Regions from separate parts of the Sus scrofa genome. Here region 2 is linked to region 1. Evidence: chromatin contacts called from public Hi-C data. All regions are on one chromosome and are shown on one strand. The core of a region is the stretch at or near the end of the contact, and the rest is flanking DNA. Distances in the headings are between cores, read along the strand shown.

Region 1 (6,507 bases), core at 2,498-4,997:
GAAAAATCTAGAATTACTATCCTAAAAGAGAAATGACAAATTATCAACGGTTCTTTATGTTGGAGGCTCATTCACCCAACTGGCTCGAGTCACGGTGCTTTGGTGCCCACAAGAGAAACCCACACATCTTCTCACACCCCACGGGGGCTGTGTTTGGGGGGACTTGGCAAGTGTGTTACACCTCATTTGCCACACGAGCAAGTAGAGACAAAATGTAAATCTGAAAAGGAAATCAGGAAAGTACATACACTACTTTCCGGTTACATATGGTGACTAGCGAAGAACCAAAATCAATCTAAATTCTGTAAACGAATCATTTCAAAACTTGGAAGAGAAACATAAGGAAAAGAAGAGGTAAGATATTTGACTAGATCACCTCTCGGGAACAGGACACAGTAGAGGGATGGACATGTGACTGCTGGCTTTCATTATAAATAAATGGTGAATTTTTTTCAATATGTGCCTGTGCTTCTTTTACTAGAAAATTGAAAAGCTGCAGAATTTTATGTGGAGTGTGATACGACAGTCTTCCTAAACCACCAGATGGAAAGAATACGTGAAAGAACATACATGGAACTGTTAATAGGGGTTAACTTTGAGAGGTGGGATTATCAACATCTAACTTTTTCTTTGCATTTCTTTGCATGGGTGCTTTTGTTTTCTGCAGTGGGTGTGTATTACTTTTAAATCTTTAAAAAGTGTGTATCGAACACGATGGAGGATCAGGTGAGACAAAGTATATATACATATATGTAGGACTGAGTCACTTTGCTGTACAGTAGTCTTTTTTTTTTTTTTTTTTTTTTTTGCTTTTTTAGGGCCACACCCACAGCATATGGAGGTTCCCAGTCTAGGGGTTGAATTGGAGCTACAGCTGCCAACCTACGCCACAGCCACAGCAACGGGGGATCCGAAACGCATCTGCAACCTACACCACAGCTCATGGCAATGCCAGATCAAGGACCTAATGAGCAAAGCCAGGGATCAAACCCGAATCCTCATGGATACTAGTCGGATTCGTTTCTGCTGCGCCACAACAGGAACTCCTGTACAGTAGTAACTGACAGAACACTGTAAATCAGCTACAAAGGAAAAAAATAAAAATCATTAAGAAACAAAAAAAGGGTGTGTTTGTGGAAAATCCCTATTGCAGTGAAATGACTCCACTGGAAGCCTTACTGGACTATGTCAGAAAAGTGAACATTAGGTGAGGGAGCTGAGAAACAAGTGAAAAAGACTCTTTAAAAAAATCCATCTGATATACGCACCCCTATGTTCATAGCAGCCAAGACATGGGAACAACCTAAATGTCCATCGGCAGACGAATGCATTAAGATGTGATACACGTATAGAAAGGAATACTACTGAGCCATGGAAAAGAACAAAATAATGCCATTTGCAGCAACAGGTATGGAACTAGAGATTTTCAAACTAAGTGAAGTCAGAAAGAGAAAGACAAATACCATATGATATCACTTCCACGGGGAATCGAAAATATGGCACAGATGAACCTGTCTATAGAACAGAAACAGACTCACAGACACAGAGAACAGACTGGTGGTTGCCAAGGGGGAGGGAGGAGGGAGTGGGATGGCTGGGAGTTTGGGGTTAATAGATGCAAACTAATACGTTTAGAATGGATAAGCAGCAACGAGGTCTTACTGTACAGCACAGGGAACTCGATCCAATCTCCTGAGAAAGACCATGTTGGAACAGAATATTAAAAAAAGAGCATATATAACTAGCTCACTTTGCTGTATAGCAGAAATTGTCACAACAGGGTAAATCAACTACACTTTAATTTTTAAAAAACGTTTTAAAAAAAGGAAATTCATCTGAGAGTAAGGAACAGGTCAAAAGCGAGAAAAGTATGGGAAAGAAACTTGTCAGTTCATCCTTATGTTTTAAAATGGGAAAGATCTGAATGTGTTTATAGATGCGGAGAAGCCAGTTGAAGAATCTGCCTCTACGGGGGAGATTTCCATTGCTTCCTTAAGATGGCAGCTTACTCCTCTCTCCCAAGACAAACACAAGCGGGCCTACGCTGAGTTCTTGACAAGGATCTCAGGTATTATGTAAATTTTCATAGGGACATAGCTCAGATCTCAACTTTGGCTGTGAATTCCTGGAAGGGGGAAACTCTTGTCCATTTGGTTTTTTTTTTTTTTTAAGTTGGCCTTGATTTTTCATTCTGTTCAGTAGAAGAGAGTAACAAAGGCATCTTTCCTGGGTGGTTTAAAACTCTGGAGAACAGCTTCTCAAACTAATGTGCATACCTAACACCTGGAGACTTTGCTAAATGCAGATTCTGCTTTAGCAGGTCTGGGTCAGGGCCTGAGAGTCTGCATTCCAAGGAAGCTCCCAGATGAAGCCTTGGAAACCAAGGCGTAAACTTCCTGTTTTTGAATGGCCAACAGAACAGGTCCCTCAGTAAGGGCTGGTGCATTAGCAAAAAGTAATGACTTCAAGCTGCCAAGGGGTCTGCTCTTAAAACACTTGCTACCGTGAGATCTTCAGAAACACCCTCAACCTGACTTTAACCTTGAGCCACACCCACTCAGCCCCAATGGCCCAGGTTCCAGTCAGGGCAGCAGTGGTTGAGGGCACAGATGAGTAGACACCCTGGGTTCAAATCATGGTTCTACCGATCATCAGCTGTGTGACGCTGGGCATGTTGCTTGACTTCTCTGTGCCTCAGTTTCTTTGTATGTAATAGTATCTCCTCAGTACTGGTTTGCTTGTTAGCTTGTTTGGTTTTGGCCACTCCCATAGGATGTGGAAGTTCCCTGGGCCAGGAATCAAACCCACACTACCGCCACGGCAGCAACCCAAGCCACTACAGTGACAACACTAGCTGCTTAACCCACTACACCACAAGGGAACTCCTCCACAATACTGTTTTAGGAAAACAAATTAACTTTGAACATGCTTAGAAGCATGCCTGACATATAGTATGCACTCTAAAAGTACTGCTTATTATTACTCAGGGCGGGAAAGTGGCAACTGGACAGGAAGGAGACAAGGCAGAGAGTTCAAGTGCCCCATAAAAGTCCCCATAAGTCCTTCTGCAGAGCTTTCTCTAGGAACTGTCTTGGCCAAAGCTAACAACACAATGCTTCTGTAAGATGACTCACTAGCCACCCGCAACTAACCCCCCCACCCACCCCACCTAACCCCCCCAAATCCCTCAGTTTCTGTCACTTTGTCAAAGGGTTATTTTATGCACTTTCAAGACTTTCAAAAACATCTGGAACCTGCACAAAAGAAGACATATGAAACTTTAGGGGAGCAATAAGCAGAAATTCTAAGCTGCTGCTCCAGGGTTTTCCTTGCAGCTCACTGGAGTTTCTGTCAAAACACTCCACGTATATTTTAGAATTCCTGAGGCATGCAAGAGTCATGCGCCTTTGAGAACATTCCAGATAAACACTAAAAACATCCATACATTTATATGTAAATATTTAAATATATATCTTCATCTCACTTTAACAGAATAAGTCTTGTGACTGATAATCTGCAAAACTGCAGCAGAAAGGCAATCACTACAAAACGCTGCTAAATTTGGTCACTTGGTTGACCAGTGTACGAATGGTAAACAAAAGTTGATAACATTTTGGTCCATTTCCTTCCTGTCTTTATTTTGTGTATTTTTAATATGTGAAATAAACCTTCTGGAACTGGAGAGAAGCAAGCCCGGTCTTCAGTGGAATGCACACAGCCACTGGCGGCTAAGCCCTTCCCATCACCACACTCTGAGATCACAGCTCTGGCAGCTCCCTGGCTTCCGATTCAATAACTGCAAATAGTGTTGGCACCAACTCTGTCACAGCACACGGGGGCGGGGGGGGGGGGGGGAGTGACCAGAGCTGGGCAGCGACTGGGGTCAATGACCCTTTAGTCTCTCTGGATGCGAGGGGGGAGGGGGTCTCTTTCACGACTCTTGCATCACACCACATCCTAATCCCTTAGTGAAAAGAACAGATCTGCCAGGATTGCAGCTAAACAACTAACCCTATTTCTTTTTCATTCACTTAAAGGCACACGGAATGAATGGTCAATGGAGCCTTCTGATCACACCCAGGTGAGAAAGTTCTGGCCAAATTTGTTGGCATAAATAAAATAGTTGATGCCTGCCTTAATTTGCAGGGATGCACTGAAGTGCCCCCGCCCCCCGCCCCCCCTCCCAGCCCCCATCACCGTGGGATTCAGGTTACAGGCTTCCTGAAATCCTGCAACTAGCTCACAGGCCTGGGTTCCCGGGTTGCAAACCCCTTAGGAGTCCCAAGACTCCAGGCTGAGAGGTGAAATCCTAGAATGAATGAAAATCGAAAACAGAGGAAATTTCACCCAGGTGGCTGGATATCCCAAAATATACAAAATTCCTTCTAAGGCATTTTCCCAAGTCCCACCTGCAATGTAAGCCCAACCACGGAACAGTTTGCCATTGGCTTTTTTATTTATGCCAACGGCCCATAAAAATTCCTCTCCTGCTTTGCAAGGACAGAACTCTCAGGAACAAATGACCTAATCTCACAGGAGATTTCCTGGCTTACAGCTACGTGGAAGACAAAAACGCAATGAAATGGTGCTGAATCTGAATAGGACTGTAAACCAAACCAACTGAGCGCAGTCGGTTTACTTTTGGGGATGGGTGTCCCGAGGTCCCTGGAGCTAAAAACCTGAGCCTGACAGCCATCCTTCACTGCTTTTATCGATGAAGCAACCAAAACACGTATGTCCCAGCTTCTCTGCTGCACACTTTTCAACGTGTGATTCTGCAGCATCCTGCATGCATCTTCCTGGCACCATTTGTCCACCGGCCTCCACCAATGGGCTGTTGCCAGCACCACACAATAGAAGGGGGTGTGTTGTCTCTCCCCCAGCTTGCAGAAATGTGCTACATTAGCCCATCCCCTCACTGGGCTCTAAACCCTCCGCGCTCTCTGATTTTGCACAAATGTTCAAGGAGAAAGATTTTCTTTTTTTTTTGCTTTCAACGAATGTCAAGGGCCTGGCAAAATACTGTACAAAGACATGCACAAGTCAGCACTGTGTCCAAAAGCTCACTTCCTCCTCTCTCCAGCTTCTCGGTGTTCCCAAAAAAAATAGGCATGGGAACAATCCCGCTTGCCCAAGGTCTAAAATAAACTAGGAGATGCACAGGTCATTTTTCTCCATTCCTTTATGCTGAACTTGAAGGAGCTGGGTGAGCACATTAAGGGCGCCAGGCTGGGGGTGGGGCTCGGGGGGCGGGGGAGGAAGGTTCTTTTGGCTTCTACCCCTGGGGAGGTGAGGTCATGGGGAAATGCCGAGGGGGTCACGTAACTGCTCGGAAGGAGGCTGAGACCAGTCCCATCCCCCACGCCCACCCCATGACACCCTATTTTCAGAGCCCTGTGGATTCTGCCAGGTTCTTCGTCCTTCCCATCACTTCCTCCCCGGGGCCACCAAGGACTCTGTCCGGGGCCACTAAGGACTCCGTCTGCAGCCCAAATTAAATCCGGAGCTGGATTCTTACTCAGAAAGGTCTCACTCCTGGCTCATCAGAACTAGGATTCTCAGAGTTCCCGTGGAGGCGCAGTGGTTAATGAATCCGACTAGGAACCATGAGGTTGCGGGTTCGATCCCTGCCCTCGCTCAGTGGGTTAAGGATCTGGCGTTGCTGTGAACTGTGGTGTAGGTTGCAGAGGCGGCTTGGATCCTGCGTTGTTGTGACTCTGGTGTAGGCCGGAGGCTACAGCTCCGATTGGACCCCTAGCCTGGGAACCTCCATATGCTGCAGGAGCGGCTCTAGAAAAGGCAAAAAGACAAAAAAAAAAAAAGAGAGAGAGAACTAGGATTCTCATATTCTTGCATGTCCCAGGCAGGTGACATCTGTTTCATCCCGGAGAGAATTGCTAACCTAATGTAACCCTGGCAAACACAGAGAAAGCAAAGACACCTGTGGTCAAGAGATTTTTTTTTTTTTTTAATACAACCAAAAACAAATCTTTTCGACAGACTGTATCTGATTTTCTGTGTGACAGTGAGAAGAATGAGACAGAAAGATAGGGAGAACCATGCCACTACCTGCAGAAGCCCTAGAATATTCCAACAGCAAACCTGGCTGATCACAAATCACAGACATTCTCTTAAGAGTGATCCACAAATATCGAGCCGAAGCTGCAACTCGAGAAAATGAAACATCTGCAACTGGGGGAACAATTTAGGTCCTGATGTTATCACTTCCATGGTAAAAAAAAATTTTAATCATTGTATATTACACCTTGGAGAAACAAAATAAACTTTGAGTTGAACATGACAGGCAAACCATATGCCTTCATCACCCTCCCACCAAAAATCCTACCCGAAGGACAGTCACTGAATCTTCTTTTTTTTGGTCTTCTTAGGGCTGTACCCACAGCATATTGAAGTTCCCAGGCTAGAGGTCAAATCAGAGCTGCAGCTGCCGGCCCACACCACAGCCACAGCAACTCTGGGATCCCAGCCACACCTGCAACCCACACC
Region 2 (6,124 bases), core at 1,233-3,732, 130 kb before region 1:
ATGGAGTTCTTTGGTGGAGCAGCAGGTTAAGGATCCGGCATTGTCACGGCAGCGGCTTGGGTTGGGGCTACGGCGAGGGTTTGATCTGTGCCAAGGAATTTCCATATCCGACAGGTGAGGCCAAAACAGACAAACAAAAAACAAAGCAATGTGATGATCTACCTCACCATCACCAGCTGAGCTGCTGGTTCCCACACAGCTCTTGCCAGTAATACTTTCCTCCCACTGCCCCAATCTACAAAGTTTCTGACTTGTAGCTGATATCCACCCCACCTTCAAATGTCAGCTCATAACCTCCACAAGAGAGGATCTATGCATATGAACTTTAAAGTTCCGGAGTTCCCATCGTGGCGCAGTGGTTAACGAATCCGACTAGGAACCATGAGGTTGCGGGTTCGATCCCTGGCCTTGCTCAGTGGGTTAAGGATCCGGCGTTGCCGTGAGCTGTGGTGTAGGTTGCAGACGCGGCTCGGATCCCGCGTTGCTGTGGCTCTGGCGTAGGCTGGTGGCTACAGCTCTGACTGAACCCCTAGCCTGGGAACCTCCATATGCCGCGGGAGCAGCCCAAGAAATGGCAAAAAGACAAAAACAAAACAAAACAAAACAACTTTAAAGTTCCACTAAGATAGATGCAAACTGCTGCCTTTGGACTGGATGAGCAAGGAGATCCTGCTGTGTAGCACTGGGAACTGTATCTAGTCACTTACGATGGAGCCTGATAATGTGAGAAAAAGAATGTATATATGTATGTGTGACTAGGTCACCTTGCTGTGCAGTAGAAAACTGACAGAACACTCTAAGCCAACTACAAGGGGAAAAAATAAAAATCATTTAAAAATAAATAAAGTCCCATTCGGAAGGGTAATTTAAGGAGTTCCTGCTGCGGCAAAGTGGGTTACGAGGCTGGGGTTGCTGCAGCTGCGGTGTAGGCTGCAGATCCCTGGACAGGGAACTTCTTTCATATGCCAGGGGGGAGCCGGAGGGAAAAAAAAAAAAAAAAGAGTCATTTAAAATGTTTTTAGCTTCAGGGTTCTCGGTATGATGTATCTGGGCGGCCTTCCGGTCACTGCAACTAGATACGCAACTAGAAGGTTCGGGGAACGACAGTGGTGTTTGCTTTCTCCTGAATCCAGAAACACTGGTCCTCAGATTAACTCTGGTCTACAGCTACGATCCATGAGGATTCAGGTTCAATCCCCGGGCTGACTCAGGGGGTTAAGGATCCGGCGTTGCCATGAGCTGTGGTGTAGGTCACAGACGTGGCTGGATCTCTCGTTGCTGTGGCTGTGGTGTAGGCTGGTGGCCACAGTTCCGATTCCACCTGTGTTGCCTGCACCATCATGAGAGAAGGAAGGATGCTAAATCACCACCCGTAATTCTAGTCTTCAGAAACCGTCCCTTTACACCTGGTTCTATTACCACCTTCCACAGCTTTCTGTATTTGTGTGCATTTATGTGTGGCTTCTATGCACACGGGACCAGTGACTGTGTCCTCACTGCTAACCCCTCAGTCCACACATCACTCTCACAACAGATGCCTATTTTGGTTTTTCTGGCCGAGGCTGTGGCATGCAGAAGTTCCTGGGGCAGGGATCAAACCCGCACGACAGCAGCGACCGGAGCCGCAGCAGTAACAACCCTGGGTCTTAACCCGCCGTGCCACAAGAGAATGCCAACGGATGCACATTCTGATCCAGGAGCAATCACAACACCCTCTTTCCATTTCTGGGCGATGGGTCACGGGGAAGCCTGTGGCTGGGTGACCGCCTCTTCTCGCAGTGATAAATCCGCCTAACATTTCACCAAAAGCGGATCACTGAAGAGGGGACTGACCAGCAGAGATGAGAGTGGAGCAAAGAAAGGAAAAGAAAACACAAAGCCAGACATGGAGGGAACATCGACGATGTGAAGGAAACAGCTGGACCACCAAAAGGCTGACACTGACACTGCTGCCGTGTAAGCGCTTCCAAAGACGCAGCCGGCCAGACCTAGCGAAGGCGAGTTTAGGGACACGCGGGAGGAAAGGGGTCATGACGAGAAGGAGGAAGATGTCCTGCAAAGTGAGGCTGCGGAAAAGCTTCTCATGAAAGAAACTCTCAGAGATACTTCAGGACACTGAAAGCGCAAAGGATACGATGTTGGAAGCTGATCCGAACGGGAAGAGAGGCAGGTGGCAACGGACCAGGGCAGAGCCAAGACGGTCCCTCAAGTGTCCTGAATTCTAGGACAGGGGGGAGGCACGCGCTGTTCACACCACTCTTATTACATTGAAAAATGCTCCGTGTTTCTCATGTTTTAAATTACGGTGTATAAAAATACCATATGACATCACCTATATGCAGAATCTAAAATATGACACAGGAGTTCTCCCGTGGAGCAGGGGGTTAAGGATCCAGTGTTGTCCCTGCAGCAGCTCAGGCCTGCTGCTATGGCGTGAGTTCCATCCCTGGCCTCCAAACGTTCACATGCCACAGCTGTGGCCAAGAAACAAATCAATAACTTAATTTGGGCACAAATGAACCTATCTACAAAACAGAAACAGACCCAGGGACACAGAGAACAGACTTGTGGTTGCCAAGGTGGGAGAGAGGGATGGACGGGGAGTTTGGGATTAGTAGATGCAAACTATTACATTTAGATGGGTAAGCAATGGGGTCCTGCTGCACAACACAGGGAACTCTATCCAGCTCCTGGGATAGATGCTGATGGAAAAGAATATTCAAGAATGGATAGATAGGTAGATAATTGAGTCATTCTGCTGTACAGCAGAAATTGGTACAACATGGTGAATCCACTATAATAAAAATATTTTTAAATATATTACAGTGTACTAAATAAAGTCAAGTTTTACTATCTTCTTCATTTCCCATACACTTATAACTAACAGCAAAGAGAGTTTTTAATGTTTTGGGGAGAAGGTTTAAAGGTCATAGAACAACTGCAAGGTTCCATTCAGGCTCTGCCACCAGCTGTGCGACTCTGGCTAAGTTAACCCATCGAAGCCCACATTTCCTCCTCTGTGAAATGGAGACAAACCTACTTCCATACACGCTCTGGGGAAGATGAGAGGGGATATGTTTATATGTTTAAAGCAACGGGCACTCCGCCTGGCACGTGCCAAGTGCCCACCTGGCAGCCAGTCCTAGGATGAAATGTCCCTTAATCAACACATGTCATCTACAACATTAGTAAATGAAGAAAGGGCACACATTTAACATTTTTTACTAGGAAAAACAGGCACACGTTTAAAATTTTTTACTGAACACCTTCCTTCTCTTACTTTTTATTAGCAAGCTTTTCCTTCTCTCTTGCAAAAAATTTTATGGTCATGCCATAGAGTTGACTACTTGACATAACTCAAGCAGGCTGGCCAGAGAGGAGAGGCTTAATGAAGCTGAGGCAAAAATAGAGTATGTTTCTTTGTGGCTCATGCTCTTTTATTTTTGAAGGTTAAATTGAAAGATACGAATGTTCCAGCTGGCTGACTAGGCAGCAAATAGGTTGAGCTGTGATGCATGAATTCATGGCCTGCTGAGGTCACGATTTTGTAGTACTTAGGTGAGGGGCCAGGAGGGGTGTGAACACAAACGCAGGCCTTTCAGAGCATCGGTGTCACAAACCATGTCTTAGGCCACCCGTTGAGTGTCTGAAGGAGCTATCGTCAAAATCATGGCACCTGCAGGCTGAAAAGAAGTCTGCACAAAACCTGTTCCAAACCCATCACGCAGGCTGCTCTCCTGTTTCTATGTCTCTGAACTCCAACCCTTTGCTACCCACAGCCCTTATCCCCACCAGCCTGGACCTATCTCAAGGCAGAAAGTGGATTATCTTTCTGGACCCATCACCTAGCCAAGCACATGTTTGTTGACTGACTGACTGAATGAACCAAGTCACATGTCACTTTAAAAAAGCCTGTCACCATTTGAAGATAGTTATCTTATCCATCTGGTTCTTAGATAAAAATCATATTTGGGGGAAAAAAAAAAAAAACCACACAAAAACTCCTAGTGAATATGGATAAAAACACAAGCCTTCAAGTAAGCAGTAAGAAAGTCCTCTCCCACTACCCATCATGTTGTTGGCTTCCACCGTCAAGTCTGGCAGAGCAAGAGAAGTTTCTGGAAGGGGGCTCGGGGCCCTCTAGCAGCAAAGGGAGACAAACGCATCAACGTGGGGAGGGGGATGGCAGCTTGCACTTGTTTTCACAGGAGCTGAATTGACTCAGCAGGCTTGCTAATCATCACGCCATTTCCCCAAATAAACACAGGAGTACCGTTAGATATAGAAATTCTATAACCCTGGAAGAAAAGGAGACCCGCAATTAAACTCAGACCGCCATTATGGCCAAATAATGAGGCAACTTTGATGAGTGGAACTTTCTAATTAAAGGGGCAAACATGACCTCATGACCTTTGAGGTCTTTCAGTCTACCCGTCGAACACACTCTCAGGTCTTTGAATTTCTTCATCGTCTGTTATTCTTCACCACGTCTGTCTGCCAGCTCCTGACTTTTAATGTCCTTGCCAGTGCTGAGATCCTGTAATATTTCACTCCTCCTAGACATACAGATGTTACTCGTTTGGACTAAATTCAAATATCCAAATCAGTGAGATGTTTCTGTGTATATGGATGGATGGATGGCCTGTACACATAAACTATGAGTTCTTTGATTAAGATGAAATCAGGATTATATGAGGTCTACTTGCTGAAGCTGAGGGAGCAGGGTCAGATTAGGACTTGGCTTAAAAGTTCCAACTGCTGGAGTTCCCATCATGGCACAGTGGAAACAAATCCGACGAGGGACCATAAGGTTGCAGGGTTCGATTCCTGGCCTCGCTCAGTGGGTTAAGGATCCGGCATGGCCGTGAGCTGTGGTGTAGGTCGCAGATGCGACTCAGATCTGGAGTGGCTGTGGCTGTGGCAGGCAGCTGTAGCTGTGATTAGACCCCTAGCCTGGGAACCTACCATATGCTGTGAGCGCAGCCCTTAAAAAAAAAAAAAAAAAAGTTCCAACTGTGAGAGTATCATTCATACACGTTTCCCAAAGTTGGAATTAATGTCATGGGGACCAAGCCCATTCTATAGACATCTTTTTGTTGGTACTCAACACAAGCCCCCAAACAAAACCCAATCAAAGTAGAAATGTAACAGTACATCATTTACATTCTATAAAATTCAACCATTCTAAGTATTCCCTTAAATATTCCCTTCAGCCAGGCTGCAGTCGGTTCCCCGCTCCCTGCCCCAGACAACCATCCACCTTCTGCCTTTAGAAACTCACTTCAACACATAGTCATTTGGACCTGGCTTTCTTCACTTAGCATAATGCTTTTTGAGGTTTATATATGCTGAGAATACCCGACCTAGGCAAATTTTATTGCATTTCCCTTTATAGTCAAGAGCCTGCTACCCAGACAGCAAGTCCAAGGGAAATAAAAGGAACGCCACTGGGCCAACTGGTCACCCCCAGACTTGGAGCAGATACCACACAGGCACCCCAGCTCGTTTTGGTGCCCGTGGCTCCCCACACCGAGACTCTGATGCTTCCTCTCTCACTTACCCACATGGGCTCATCCTTTGCCTTACTCTCCACCACCTTGATTTCAAAGCACCCTCAGCTGCAGGTCAGACTCCTCGTGCTTCCAGCCCAGGTCAATACCAACCAGGCCACCTGACCTCCTCATTCTCTCGAGAGGACAGATCGATCTCATCATTGAGAACTAACTGGTAGATTTTTGCCCTGAGATCTTGGAGAGGGTCTTCCTTACTTTTCATCTTATCTTTTCTCCACGAGTCCGGGGAACGGGGAGATCGGATGGTGCTTGCCTGACCATGCCCCTCGAGGATGAGGTTTGGCAAACCAGATCTGCCTGTGGTCAGGGAGGAGTGGCTTGGGGAAAGCAAAAAGGACAGTCTTTGGTGCCGCATGGCTGCAGTGGTTAAAAAAAGGTGTGTGGGGGTGGGGAGGGGAGCACTGCATGTGAGATGCAAATCAATCCCGTGATACAAGCAAAGTGACAACCATCGACTGGCACTTGGTACTTAGAAGTGAGTCTATAGAAGTGGCAGCAATGAATTTCTTCAGGTGCCCTTGCCCTGGTATTCGGGAGGGGTGACGACGACT

Evidence for each region. Hi-C and Micro-C count contacts between places; a contact is called where the count stands out from the background.
Region 2: a contact with region 1 is called in a Hi-C map of liver, with 6 times the contacts expected there. The contact joins two enhancer-like sites. A contact is called at or near these places in 2 of 47 Hi-C or Micro-C datasets (embryonic fibroblasts and liver).

Annotation. Positions count from the first base shown.
Region 1 is chr11:67,174,966-67,181,472 of Sscrofa11.1, reverse strand. The region is part of intron 1 of FARP1 (FERM, RhoGEF and pleckstrin domain-containing protein 1); the gene reads right to left. Among named protein-coding and RNA genes, the nearest start is that of FARP1, 34 kb to the right of the region's middle. Within about 2 kb of position 3,747, at least 23 of the 83 cell types and tissues checked have an H3K27ac peak or open chromatin away from gene starts, as enhancers often do. A contact at or near this core is called in liver, where this site is marked.
Region 2 is chr11:67,302,724-67,308,847 of Sscrofa11.1, reverse strand. The region is part of intron 2 of FARP1 (FERM, RhoGEF and pleckstrin domain-containing protein 1); the gene reads right to left. Among named protein-coding and RNA genes, the nearest start is that of FARP1, 160 kb to the right of the region's middle. Within about 2 kb of position 2,482, at least 1 of the 83 cell types and tissues checked has an H3K27ac peak or open chromatin away from gene starts, as enhancers often do. A contact at or near this core is called in liver, where this site is marked.